Regions from separate parts of the Sus scrofa genome. Here all the other regions are linked to region 1. The links are chromatin contacts, called in public Hi-C and HiChIP or PLAC-seq maps. All regions are on one chromosome and are shown on one strand. The core of a region is the stretch at or near the end of the contact, and the rest is flanking DNA. Distances in the headings are between cores, read along the strand shown.

The links. A called contact is a pair of places that touch in the nucleus more often than the background predicts. HiChIP or PLAC-seq counts read pairs in DNA pulled down with a chosen protein or histone mark.
Region 2: a contact with region 1 is called in an H3K27ac HiChIP or PLAC-seq map of alveolar macrophages. The contact joins the promoter of PPIP5K1 here to the promoter of PDIA3 in region 1. A contact is called at or near these places in 2 of 47 Hi-C or Micro-C datasets (adipocytes and brain) and 1 of 2 datasets of contacts at active chromatin or transcription factors (alveolar macrophages).
Region 3: a contact with region 1 is called in a Hi-C map of liver, with 2.2 times the contacts expected there. The contact joins the promoter of SERF2 here to the promoter of PDIA3 in region 1. A contact is called at or near these places in 1 of 47 Hi-C or Micro-C datasets (liver) and 1 of 2 datasets of contacts at active chromatin or transcription factors (alveolar macrophages).

What each region holds. Positions count from the first base shown.
Region 1 is chr1:127,811,923-127,816,045 of Sscrofa11.1, forward strand. It overlaps PDIA3 (protein disulfide isomerase family A member 3), which reads right to left and starts at 2,174. Exons shown (of 14, transcript NM_001195112.1): 1 at 2,005-2,174. The coding sequence starts at 2,171. It overlaps CATSPER2 (cation channel sperm associated 2), which reads left to right and starts at 2,640. Exons shown (of 13, transcript NM_001244270.1): 1 at 2,640-2,970; 2 at 3,165-3,311; 3 at 3,966-4,123. The coding sequence starts at 3,167.
Region 2 is chr1:127,863,818-127,867,940 of Sscrofa11.1, forward strand. PPIP5K1 (inositol hexakisphosphate and diphosphoinositol-pentakisphosphate kinase 1) reads left to right here and starts at 1,670. Exons shown (of 30, transcript XM_021096881.1): 1 at 1,670-1,790.
Region 3 is chr1:127,765,130-127,769,252 of Sscrofa11.1, forward strand. SERF2 (small EDRK-rich factor 2) reads right to left here and starts at 2,389. Exons shown (of 3, transcript NM_001190206.1): 1 at 2,321-2,389; 2 at 1,595-1,703; 3 at 631-972. The coding sequence starts at 2,327. The coding sequence ends at 909.

The DNA of each region.
Region 1 (4,123 bases), core at 924-3,423:
AACAGGAGACTTCTTTGATTCAAATTTCTCATTCAGAAAACTGATTCTTCTTGTAGGTATTGTGGAGGATGACCTTAACTTCCATACCAATTAAAAGGAGACACCACTGCAGAGATCCACCCAGTTTTAGGGATAGTTTAGTGCATGATGGGATATGTAGTTTTTAAGGAAGCACATGCAACAATTTAAAGTAGCAGAGAACACCTTCAATAGGGGAAAAAAAAAAAAAAACTGCTTTAAACTAAGTCTAATAGCCCACAATTCTCCTGCAATTCATTTCATGTTGACCCCTGTAGTCAGAGGCACCAAATAGTCTTGATACAACTACATAGAGCGCCATTTTAATCACAGTGACACCCCCTGAGAGTTAATAGTGTGGTAATATGATTGGGAAGAGTTGTTTCCAAAAGAATGTGAATTCTATAGATGTATAAAAACCACCTATGGGAGTTCCCGTCGTGGCGCAGTGGTTAACAAATCAGACTAGGAACCATGAGGTTGCAGGTTCGGTCCCTGCCCTTGCTCAGTGGGTTAATGATCCGGCGTTGCCGTGTTGTAGGTGGTGTAGGCTGCAGACGCGGCTCGGATCCCGAGTTGCTGTGGCTCTGGCATAGGCTAGTGGCTACAGCTCCGATTGGACCCCCAGCGTGGGAACCTCCATATGCCGCTGGAGCGGCCCAAGAAATAGCAAAAAAAAAAAAAGACAAAAAAAAAAAAAACAACCCAAAAAACAAACAAAAAAAACCACCTATGATGTGTAATCAGTACCGCCAGTCAGCCACAGAACAGCCCCGGATGAATAAACTGCCACCAGCTGGAAACAAAATGTGTTGCCTCTAAACACAGCCTTCTGGTTCAGGTGGTCTTCATTACAGGACTTCTAGTGTAACCCTCAAGTCAGCTGAACCCTTGCAGAATGAAGATGAGAATCAGAAGCAAGTGAAAGTTACCTAATATTCTTTTGCTGTAACTTTTGAATACACATAATTTTTAATTTAGGGTCATTGTCGCAGAAGAAAAATCAAGTACTACAATTAGTGTGCTTATACTGAGTTGTCCCCAGTGTTAAGATAATCATCGTAAAGATAATCTGGTAAAGATTTTTTTGGGGGAAAAAAAAAACACCACACCACCACCAGAGTGCTGGTTTACTGGGCCAGAAATCCTATTTGGTCTCTCCCCACCCCCACCCACCAGCTTTTTATTTCCATTTAGTTTTATCCAAAAGAATTTACATTCTTGTTCAGTTATATCACTCAAGTGGAGTATTTCACCAACACTACCTTCTCACTGGGGTCTTTGGCATTTTTTAGAAATCCTAACTAAAAGTGACCATTTAGACAGATTCTAACAGAATTACTCTGTTTATTTACTCTTTTTTTAACAAAATTCTGCTAATGTTGAGAAGTGATGGGCTTAATGGTGAAAGCGCACCATGTGATGGACAAAATAACTGCCTGCCTCAAGAAAGCACTTATGACCATTCTGCAGCCACTGAGTGACCTTGGCTAGAAACCAATGGCTGCGTGGGGCAAGAAAGGAAGTACCGTGGGGGCCCAGGGCTTCTGCACTTGGTGAAACGCTGACTTCCAATATAAGGCCTTGCGATGCTCGTCTAATGAATGGCAAACAGCAACACTGACTCACCCAGAAAACTGTAAAGATACGAAACGAAGCGGGGAAAGGCGGCGGGCGGGGGTGGTGTGGTATGGTGGTTAAACCCTCTGCAATAGGAAGTGCCACAAGAGCACCGAGGTAAGGATGTGGCCCTGCGGGAGAGGGGCCTCGCGTTTTCCCTCTCCGGTCTCGCTTCCAGGCCATCAGCACCGACTCCTCCGCTCTCGGTGAGGCAGCTCGGTTCCCCGTAGGTGGAAAATCTGCGGGCTGCTGCCGGGATCGCGGCGATGATGGAGGGAGCCGGCGCTGCGTAGGCCTAACCGTTCCCGCGCCCTCGCTCCGGCTCAGCCCGGCCCTCCCTCTCCCGCCCCGGTTAAGTGGCCTCACCAGGGGGCAAAGAACTCCACGAGCATGAGCCCCGCAGAGCCCGTGTCGGAGATGCGACTCTCGAAGTTGTCGTCGGTGAGTTCCAGCACGTCGGAGGCAGCGGCGAGGCGGGCGGCGGCGAGAAGAAGCGCCACGCCCGGGAACAGCGCTAGGCGGCAGAGGCGCATGGCGACCAGCTGAGGCGGGGGCGGCCAGGAGGGTCAGGGTTCGGCGGGGACTGCGGAGGCCGTGCCGGCGACCACTCACCCTCTGCCTCAGCTCGCGCGTCTGACCCAGGCGGACCTGCAGCCGGAGGTCCCAACCCCCCAGCCCGGCTGGGCCGCAGTGTGGCAGCCGCTGATTGGCTGCGCGGCGCCTGCGTCGGGCGGGCGGGACCAGCTGGTAACCGCCGAGTGGTCGAAGCGCGGGGCGGGGCTGAGGCGGCAAGCGCCTGGCGAGCTGGGCTGGGAGGGGGCCCGGGCTGGGGGCTGGTGTTCCGGGTGGGCCGGGGGCGAGCCGGAACCCCGGGAGAGGGCGGGACCGGGCGGAGCTGGGCGTGGGGCGCAGCGAGGCTAGGAACCGACCTTGAGCTCGTCCCGCGTGGGGAGAGCAGAGCTCAGGGGGGGTGCCAGAGCCGGAGACTGGGATAGCGAACTCAGGGCTGAGTGAGCGGAAGAGAGCCCGGCCTGAGGTGAGGCCCAGAATCGGGAACTGAGAGAAGGAGCTGGCGCCTGAGGCAGCAAGTTGGAGTGGATACTCGGGACGGGATACCTTTTCAAAATGTCAGGCTGTTGCATTTTGTCCAATTCCTCTTAACTTGGTTTTTCATAGCGGGCAGTCCTAAGCCCTCCCATTCCTCCCATCATTGCATTCATGACCCGATTCCCTCAGGTCCAGGTGGTGCCGGAATTCCTCTTTGTCCAGCTCAGGACTCCTGCTCTTTGTTGGCTGCTGCTTTTAACTAGAAATGCTGTCACACAAGTAAAGGTACCTGTCCATGTAGTCAACTGCGCAGATTCTCTGTTATGACTCCTTTTGTTTCAGAAAGCCTTGCGTCTAGGTATATAACATTTGTCTTCTTAAGGGCAAAGAGGTTGGGAGGAGGGAAAGAGAACCTCTAAGCTGTGGTGCAACTCCAGCTTGAAATGAAATAACACTCGATTCTTTCATGTTCTTAACAGACATGGCCACTTACGGCCCAACAGGACACATGCAACTGCCCCGAGCTGATGCCATTCGTTCCCGTCTGATTGATACTTTCTCTCTCATCGAGCACCTGCAAGGCTTGAGCCAAGCTGTGCCACGGCACACCATCCGAGAGATACTTGGTCAGCAGCCTCTTTCTTCCCTAGGATGAATTTAAGTCTCCTGTTCACACCACCAATGAGTAGGAAGCAGAGGGAGAATTTTAAAGGTGGAAAATTCAGGGGAGATTGGTTTGGCTGCTAGTTTGGAAGTTACACCAAACTTTTTTTTGGCCAAACTCTTGGCATCTGGAAGTTCCTGGGCCAGGGATCCAACCCTCGTCACAGCAACCATCCGAGCCATTGCAGTAACAATGCTGGATCCTTAACCCACTGAGCCACAGGGAACTCATATACCAAGCTTGATAAATCAAAGTGTTTATAAATAAAACTCTGAATACAGGAGATAGAACCCATGTCATTCACTTTTAGGCTTAGAATAACTACCAACCCTGGCTAACTAGGAGATTTTTACCAAAGACACTTAGGTTGAACCTATGGCCTTTGTTCTTGGTCATGGACAGTGTTAGTCCTAAGAGATAGGTTAGTTCTTACTCCAAACTAATATCAGTTGCTGTATGAGGGAGCAGCAAGGTAAGCCCCTGCACTGGGGCCCCATTATGTAACCAGCATTCCTGCCCTCAATCCTACCAGCAGCTCTTCATACTCCCAAAGACTACTCTTTATTATATTTATCCAATGTCTTCTCCCCACCCTTTTTTTAAATTTTTGGTGTAGATCCTTCCCGTCAGAAGAAACTCATGTTGGGAGATCAACACCAGCTTGTGCGCTTCTCCATAAAGCCTTGTCACGTAGGACGGATCACACATGGCCAGAGGCTGATGAGTACCCTTCGAGTGCGCTGTAGCCAGAGGCCCCCTCTTTCCTTGTGGGCT
Region 2 (4,123 bases), core at 420-2,919, 51 kb after region 1:
TACGGCATATGGAAGTTCCCAGGCAAACGGGAGTTAGAGCTGCCGGCCTATACCACAGCCACAGCCACAGCCAGGACCCTGTCTGTGAATCTCCATCCTCATGGATACTAGTCAGGTTTGTTTCTGCTCAGCCACAATGGGAATTCCATCCTGTTTCTTTTTTATAGGAAATAGGCTTCATTCAGCCTTCTTGAGTTTGTAATAGGTAATGAGGAGGTATTGTTATCAAAAATGGGGTCTGGCTGCTTGCTGCTCTAAAGTCAATTAACAGTCAAAGTTGGTGGAAAGGAAAGTTCGCTTTATTTTGTATGTAGGCTGACAACTACGAAATAAAGGGAAAAGGGGAGGGAATTAAGCCCAAATGCTCCTGCCCACTGACAATGAAGAGATTTTTACAGGTAAAGGGAGGGGGGCTACAGGCAGAAACAGCAGTTAGCTCTGACAGTCGTCTTGAGATTGGTCATGTGCTGGTCTGATCAATGTCCTCTTGATTGTTTTAAGTACAGTTAGTCTTCAGTTTCAGGGTGGGTTTATTGCCATTTCCTTGAGGCCAGTTCTCAGAATTATGGTAGCATGTCATGGCTACAGCCTGGTCATCATGTAGTTAACTTTTTTCCACATGGTGGGAGTTGGGCTCAGTACCTACAAAACAGCTCACAGGATATGGCTCAGAATATCATCTACAGCCCTTGAGAAGGAACTAAATGTCTTAATGACTATTATTATTTGGTCTTGTTTGACTGTTTTTCCTTTGCTTCTGCATTTTCTTGTGTCTCTGATTAAACTTACTCCTTGACTAAAGTTTTTCTACAGTCAAAAGGCAGGTGGAGGATTCAGGGGGTGGGCAGGGAAGGATCATAAGGTCCTGCTTTTTCAGAATCTCTTTCTCTTAGGGTTAGTCCAAGTCATTCGGGACGACTTGGGGTCAGTATAATGAGGCATTTGACTGAAAAAGTGCTAAGTTGCAGAGAAGAACTGGGGAACTTGGAATTGTTTTGAACCAGGAAAACCTTAGTGAGGATGCAAGATTAGTAATAACACAAACATACAAAATACTTTCATATAATCACTACCCTGTGATTAGGGTTTCTAATCCCACACTCTTACAGGTGAGAAAACAGAGGCTGAGGGAATTTCAGTGACTTGTCCAAAGCTCCACAGCTATTAAAGGCAAGGCCCAGGATTCAAACAAGTCTAGAGGGTGAGAGCAAGCAGAGTAGGGAGATAGAAATCCACTGACTCAGCCTTCCAAGTCCATGCATTTTCTTGTCCCATCCATAAATAAGTCTCTCTGTTCTAGCCCTTAACTTTCTGATTTGTTTCTGTCGCTGTTTTTGTCTCCAGCCTTGGAGACAAGCCTTCTCTAGTCCGTTAACATTTGCAACCAACACTCATTGGATCTCTACGCCTATCACATATCGTTTTATTTTACAATACAAACAAGACCTGGTTTTGTCCTCAAGAAGGTGCAGTGGCGTAAACTGGGCCTCTTCCCCTGCATCGTGCCCCCGCACCCCACCTTCCTCTCATTGGAAAGTTTCTGTCTAGACAGAGAGCATCTGGACTGTCGGCCACGCAGTTAGAAATCAGAGAACATTACGTTGCACCTCCTCCCCAGAGCCACTAGAGGCCACCCTCCTCCGCGCAGTAGCGCCGGCCAACGCAGCCTGACTCTGCCGCCGGTGCGCGCCCTCCGCTGATTGGTGGCAGCGAAGAGAAGTCGCGCTTTGATTGGGCCGCTGTCAGGTGTCGCTGCCGGCAGGTTCGGCTGCGCGAGCTCAGGGAGGCGGGTGAGTGAGGGCCGGGGGCGGTGGGGGAGTGGCTGGGGGCTGGGGGCGGTATCTGAGGGGGTGGGCTGAGTAGAGTGGGCTCCGCTAGTGCTGAGGGCCCTGCTTAGCAGCAGCTGGGGGCAACGCTGGGAAGAGACCTAGGGGAGAGGCCTCAATGTCAGCGAAGGGAGAGTGAGGCGGGGAAGGCGGGGGCGGGCAAAGGCTAAAGGAGTCGGGATGGGGAGGTGGTAATTCTGACCCGGAGCTGTGTGAGGAGAGGACCGAGGAGAGGGGCAGCGAGAGCAGAGGTGGGCGTGAGACTGTCTGCACGAGGAAGAGGGGGTCCGGCTGAGCACGAGAGTCTGCAGGGGAGAGGGTCAGGGTGGAGAGGTCTGTGTGAGGAGGGGTGGGAGTGGAGTCACATCTTGCGGAGGAAGGGGTTGCTGGAGAGAAGGTGAGCCTGGAGAGAGGTAGGTGGGGAGAGAGTGGCGCTCAGACAGTCTTTGTGGGGAATCAGTGATGTTCCATATAAATATGTTACCAAGTGTGGTGACTCATCTGAGGGTTTGGAGGACTGCTTAAGGCTAGAGACTCAGTGAGTGAGAGGATTAGTTGGATGGTTAATTGGATCGGTTGGTCAGTGATGGAGGAGGGGGCAGCAGTCCCTGTTAGCAGTGGTTAGGAGGAGTCAGTGAAGAGTCATTTTAGCAAGCTGGAGAAAGAAGGCAGTATGAGTGAGTTGATCCTGAAAACAAGGGCATCAGCATAGTTCATCAGTATCAGAATAAGGGTATGTATGAAAGATTAAAAGTTACATCAAGGGAGTTCCTGTTGTGGCTCAGCAGGTTATGAACCCAGCTAGTATCCATGAAGATGCAGGTTTGATTCTGGCCTTGCTCAGTGGGTTAAGGATCTGGCGTTGCCATGAGCTGTGGTGTAGGTGACAAACGCAGCTCGGATCTGGCATGGCTGTGACTGTGGTGTAGGCTGGCAGCTGCAGCTTGGATTCGAACCCTAGCTCATGGGAATTTCCATGTGTTGTGGGTGCAGCCCTAAAAAAGGCAAAAAAAAAAAAAAATTACATTGAGAAGGAACTAAGGGGTCCACTATTGAAGGAAATACTGCTGGTGGCCAGAGAGGTTTTACTGTGTTGGAAGTATTCCTGGACTCTGTACTGAAGCTTCTCTTTCATCATGAATGGGGGTTTCCATGAAGTGCATGGTGGTTAAAGAGATTAGAGAACTACCACAATTGTAAGGGATAAAGACCTTACACAGTTTACGCTCCCTTCTAGCCCTTCTCCACATCTGACCTAATGTGTTTCTGAAAAGACTGCCCACCTGCTCCTCTCTCTTTCCTCACCTATCTTCTCCCTTCTTCCCTCCCTTCCACAGTGATTCAGGCCCCAGTAGGACTGCCCTTTAGCCTGCTGTGGAGTCTGAGGTTTTCTTTTCTTTTGCAACAAAGTATTAAGGAAGAGGGGGAAGGGGAGAAGAGCACAGAAAACAGGGCATTGGCTCTTGGAACATCACATTAAATCCCAGCTTCTCCCAGAGGTACATCTAAATAAATCCTGGCTTATTTCGTGGCTATTTCTGTCAGACTTCTATTTCTGCTTTGTTAACTATGAATTTAGAGCTTTCATCTCTCTTCAGCCCCATATTTATGAACAGATTCTCTTCCCCATTCTATTACCATCTCCTGTTAAGAGTTGTAATAGAATTTCAGTAGAAAGCCAGGAAGGACTTAATGGAAGAAAAAGTATGAAGAGTTAGGCATCTTAAACATAGAGAAAGGAGAAAATGTGCAGCACCATTATGCTTACTTAAACTATACAGGGCCCTTTGCAATGTCACAAGTCATGGAAATTGGGTCAGGTCACTAAAAAGGAATTCAAAGAAGCAGCCTATAATCAGACTTCAGTGCACAACTGGAAATGTTAAGTCTAAGGAGAACATTGTGCCCCCCCCATGGTGGTGGAGCAGAAGAGAAAAGCAGATAGTGAAGACTAGAAAGGTCAAGATCTATGTAAAGATTAGCTGTATTTTTTTTTTTTTTCTTGGCCACACCTGCGGCATGCAGAAGTTCCTGGCCCAGGGTTGGAACACAAGCTACAGTAGCTAGACCTGAGCCACAGCAGTGACAATGCCGGATCCTTAACCTGCTGCACCACACAGGAACCTCTATAACTTTCTAATCAAAACTGCAAATCTCACTTTTAGTGGGAAGGTTTAAAGTAAAAATACAGAAAGTAATTATTGAAGACTTTTATTAAGGAGTTCCCGTCGTGGTGCAGTGGTTAACGAATCCGACTAGGAACCATGAGGTTGTGGGTTCGGTCCCTGCCCTTGCTC
Region 3 (4,123 bases), core at 1,139-3,638, 47 kb before region 1:
AATGGGGACTGAAGACTTAGTTGGCTCTGCCCTTGAAGATAAAAAGGAAAATAAGTAGTTCAGCCCTGGGTACAGGGATGTAAGAAGCCCAGAACAAACCAGGACACAGGAAGAAAGGAGCAGAGACTACCCTGGGTTTTAATCCTGATGCTGAGGTCAAAGGAAATGGAAAGACAAAAACCACCCTCATTCCATGAGGAATGACAGAACAGAAGAGAATGTGAACACTTGAGAGCAGCTAGCCATGGGAAGTTAATGAGCAGCAGGATCTGGGCCAACTTTCAAGAAGGTGAGCAAACTGAGGAAGAATAAGGAAGAGGGGCATACATTTAGGTCTTGGAGCCTTCCTTCTTAGGACCTCAACCCCATCCTTAAGATGGTGTTTAAGGTCCGAGTGTGGGACTGATATCACAGAAAAGAAGTCCCTACGGTTCTGAGAGGATTTCTCTACCACGTACCCAACATATTTGTCTGTTTGTTGTAGCACAATAAAGGATTTTTGCTTTGACGTTTCACTTAATCTACATATCCACAACCTTTTGGAGTCTAAAGGTCTCCCCTTTTGGTGGGAAAGGGCAGGCAGCCATTCCTCCATCCCCAACCCCCCAAATCCCCAGTCAAACCAGGCGCTCAAGGAATTACAAAGCTACTTTTAATACTTTGGGGTGAGCCCCACAGGAATAAAAAACACTGGGAAGAGGTAACCTCCTCACCCCCAGGAGTGGCCCAGGGGGAGAGAGGCTACCTGAGGGGAAGGAAGCACAAAAGGGACCCGCTGCAGACTCAGGGCAAAGGGAATGCCATCGGTGCTGGGACCTGTGAGCACTACAGGAGAAAACGCGAGCGTGGTGGGACTGGCTCCAGGCACACAGGCGAAGGGCAAGAGGGTTGGACACGAAGCCACAAAGCTACTTGGGTTCCTCCTTCTTCTCGTTTGCCTTTTTCTGCTTCTGCTGCATGATCTCCGAGTCCCTGGGGGTAGAGATGATGGGGCACTGGGAGGTACCAGAGGGCAAAAAGGACAAGATGCAGGGGGATGAAGGGCACAAAGGATAAGATGGAAGTGGATGGGACAAAATTCAGCGTGTGGCTGCTATATTCCCACCCTAGGAGAACAAGAGGAAGAGAGCTGAGGCTCAAAAGGCAATCAGTCTCTATCTGGCTTTTGCCCAAGGGGTCAGAAGTCTGGCCACACAGGCCCAAGGCTATTCTGTGCCAAGTACCACACCCAGCAACACCAGTGAGAAAGGTTGGGAGAAGGGAGGACAAATGAACTGCAAGGAGGGCCAAAAGGACTGGGCTGTCATAACCACTACTGCATTTGAAATGTGAAGTTCCCTGCCCTTGCCCTTAAGGTCAGACCCGGGGGGCACTCACAAATCAGACCGAGAGTAAGCACCAGCCCCAGTCCGTTCCTATATGGCTGTGAGCTAACAATTTAGAAGGTGAGAGGAATAAAACCCTAGAGCAAACAATGCACTCTGCCCCTCACGACTAGTCCAGATGGTAAGCCCTGAGGTAGTTCTCTTTGCTGGTACAACCCTTGGTCTAACCCAGGTCTCACCCCACCCTCCCCTCCCCTCCCTGGGGCTACCTCTGCTTGCGGGCGGCAGCAGAAAGCCCGTCATCTCGGCGCTTTCCCTTAACCGAGTCGCTCTGCTTTTTCATATTCTTCTGGCGGGCGAGCTCGCGCTGGTTACCGCCTAAAGAAAAAAGGTAAAAGGTGAGACGCGAGAGCCTTTCTGGCCACACACCGACAACCCTGTTCCCTGACCCGGGACACCAGTAGGGTCCAATACTTCATTCCCCAGGCGTCGACACGGGACCGTTTTTCAGGGCCTAGACTGCAGATTGGGCGGGGAGGGGGGGTGCGGAAGCTGCCACGGGGCAGGTCAAACTGGGAAATCGAGGGACGACAGTCCCGAGAAGCCTGCTAGAGACAAGTTTCGAATTTCGTTGCAGCATGGGGGCCCAGACAGGTGGTGGTGGTGGTGGGTGTACGTGGTATGGATCTCTGTGGGGGATGGGCAGAGATCTGGAGTAGAGGAGCTCGGGGTCCACCACAGGGGCACAGGGCTTCTCCCCACACCACGGAAGGTCTGGGAAGGGTTTTGCCTGAAGGGGCGGTGGGGGTAAGGTTCTCAAAAAGTGGCGGTGGGCGAAGGGTCGATTTCCGGGCTGCTAGGGTGAGGGTCGCTATAGACCTCTCCCAGAGAAGGGTCTCGCTGGCGAAGCCAAAAGGAGGTCAGTGCCGAGATTTGGCAGTCTTGTGCAGGGTGAAGAGGAGAAAGGGGCAAGAGAAGGGGGATTCGGTGCTCACGGGTCATGGCGACGGCAGCGGCTCCGGCCTGCCTCCGTTGCGTCCCCTCGCTCAGAACGACGTTGGAAGCCCCGCCCCTTTCTCGCAGCGTAAAGAAGTCGTCTTTTCCTCCCCGCCCCTTCGCTCCCGGACTCCGACTCCCATTGGACAGGAGTAAACACGTGGGGCCACGGGCCACGCTTGAGCCCGGACGGCTGAGAGGCGGAGGTTCGTAGGCAGAGCGCACGGCGTGGGGCGGGGCTTCCCGAGCAAGTCGTTGGGTCGGGTGGGGAGAAAGTAGGCCGGGTCACGTGGGCAGGGTGGGGGTGGAGGGGTGCGGCTGGCGATGTGGCGCTCCCGCGGGCTTGAGCACGTGACCTGGCAGAGTGACCTCATGCGGGGAAGGTTTGGGAGACAAACTCGCCCATAGGAAACCTTGGAGGGACGGAGGGCGGGGCATCTCGGCGGCGGAAATGGTCCCCCAGGTTCTTTTCGCAAGACTCTGGGGCTAAACTCTGTGGTTAGGATTCCCCACCGCTACCGAGCCACTCATGAGGACACCTGAATTCACGTACGCTGTAAAATCACGTACAGACGCAACTTCAGAAACTCCCTTCCAACCCCATTGTTCCCCCATCCAAACTCCTCCAATATGGAAATAAGCAACCACATCCTGTAGGTCCTAAAATTTGATCCTACTCTTATCGCCACGGAAGCTTTAAATATGTTGCTTGCAAGTATTGAAGGACTCCAAAGTCACAGACTGAGAGATTGGGAAATGCACATGCTATGTCCATTTCTCCCTCTAGCTTTCTCTACTACTATCTCCACCAGCCATACCTGGCTTGTAATTGGTAGTTGAATAGGGCGGGAAGATTAGACTTCCCGCTGAATTCTCATTCCCAGCACTGCTAATCTGTCTACGACTCCCTACCTATCCTGGGGAATTCACTGGATAAAGGAGAAATGCTTAGGAAATCTCACAGGAAGGGATTGGTTGTGATTTTCTCTAGCTAATGCCCATAGCAGAACTGACTTGAGGCTAGAACTTCAAACTTGCTTCTGTCTCAACGTAGCGCTAATGGGCATGCAATAAACCACATTCAGGAAATTCTCATGATTTTTGCCATATCCAAGTAATCACTACTACTTCTTGTTAAAATTTTTCGGAAGCCCCCTAGTGGCACAGTAGTTCAAGGATCTGCCTTGGAGCTGCTGTGGCACAGGCAGGTTAGATCCCTGGCCAAGAAACTTCCACATGCCTGGGGCGTGGCCAAAAAAAAAAAAAATTATATCAGTTTTAAGTGAAGAATACAGCCCAAACTTAATATTCCTTTAGTAAATTTAAAATCAGTTACTGCTTGCCCACAAACATGAAGTAACTATAAAAATAAATACAATGCAAACTATTGCCTTTGAAATGGATAGGCAATGGGATCCTGCTGTATAGCACTGGGAACTATATCAAATCACTTATGATGGAGCATGGTAATGTGAGAAAAAGAAATGTATATGTATATGTGTGACTGGGTCACCTTGCTGTGCAGTAGAAAATTGACAGAACACTGTAAACCAGCTATAATGGAAAAAATAAAAATCACTAAAATAAATACATACATGCAATGTGGAGTTCCCATTGTGGCAACAGAAACAATCCAACTACTATCCATGAGGATGCAGGTTCATTTCCTGGCCTCGCTCAGTGGATTAAGGATCCAGCTTTGCTGTGAGCTGTGGTGTAGGTCACAGACGCAGCTCCCAGCTAAGATCCTTTGTTGCTGTGAGCTGTGGTGTAGGTCACAGACGCAGCTCCCAGCTAAGATC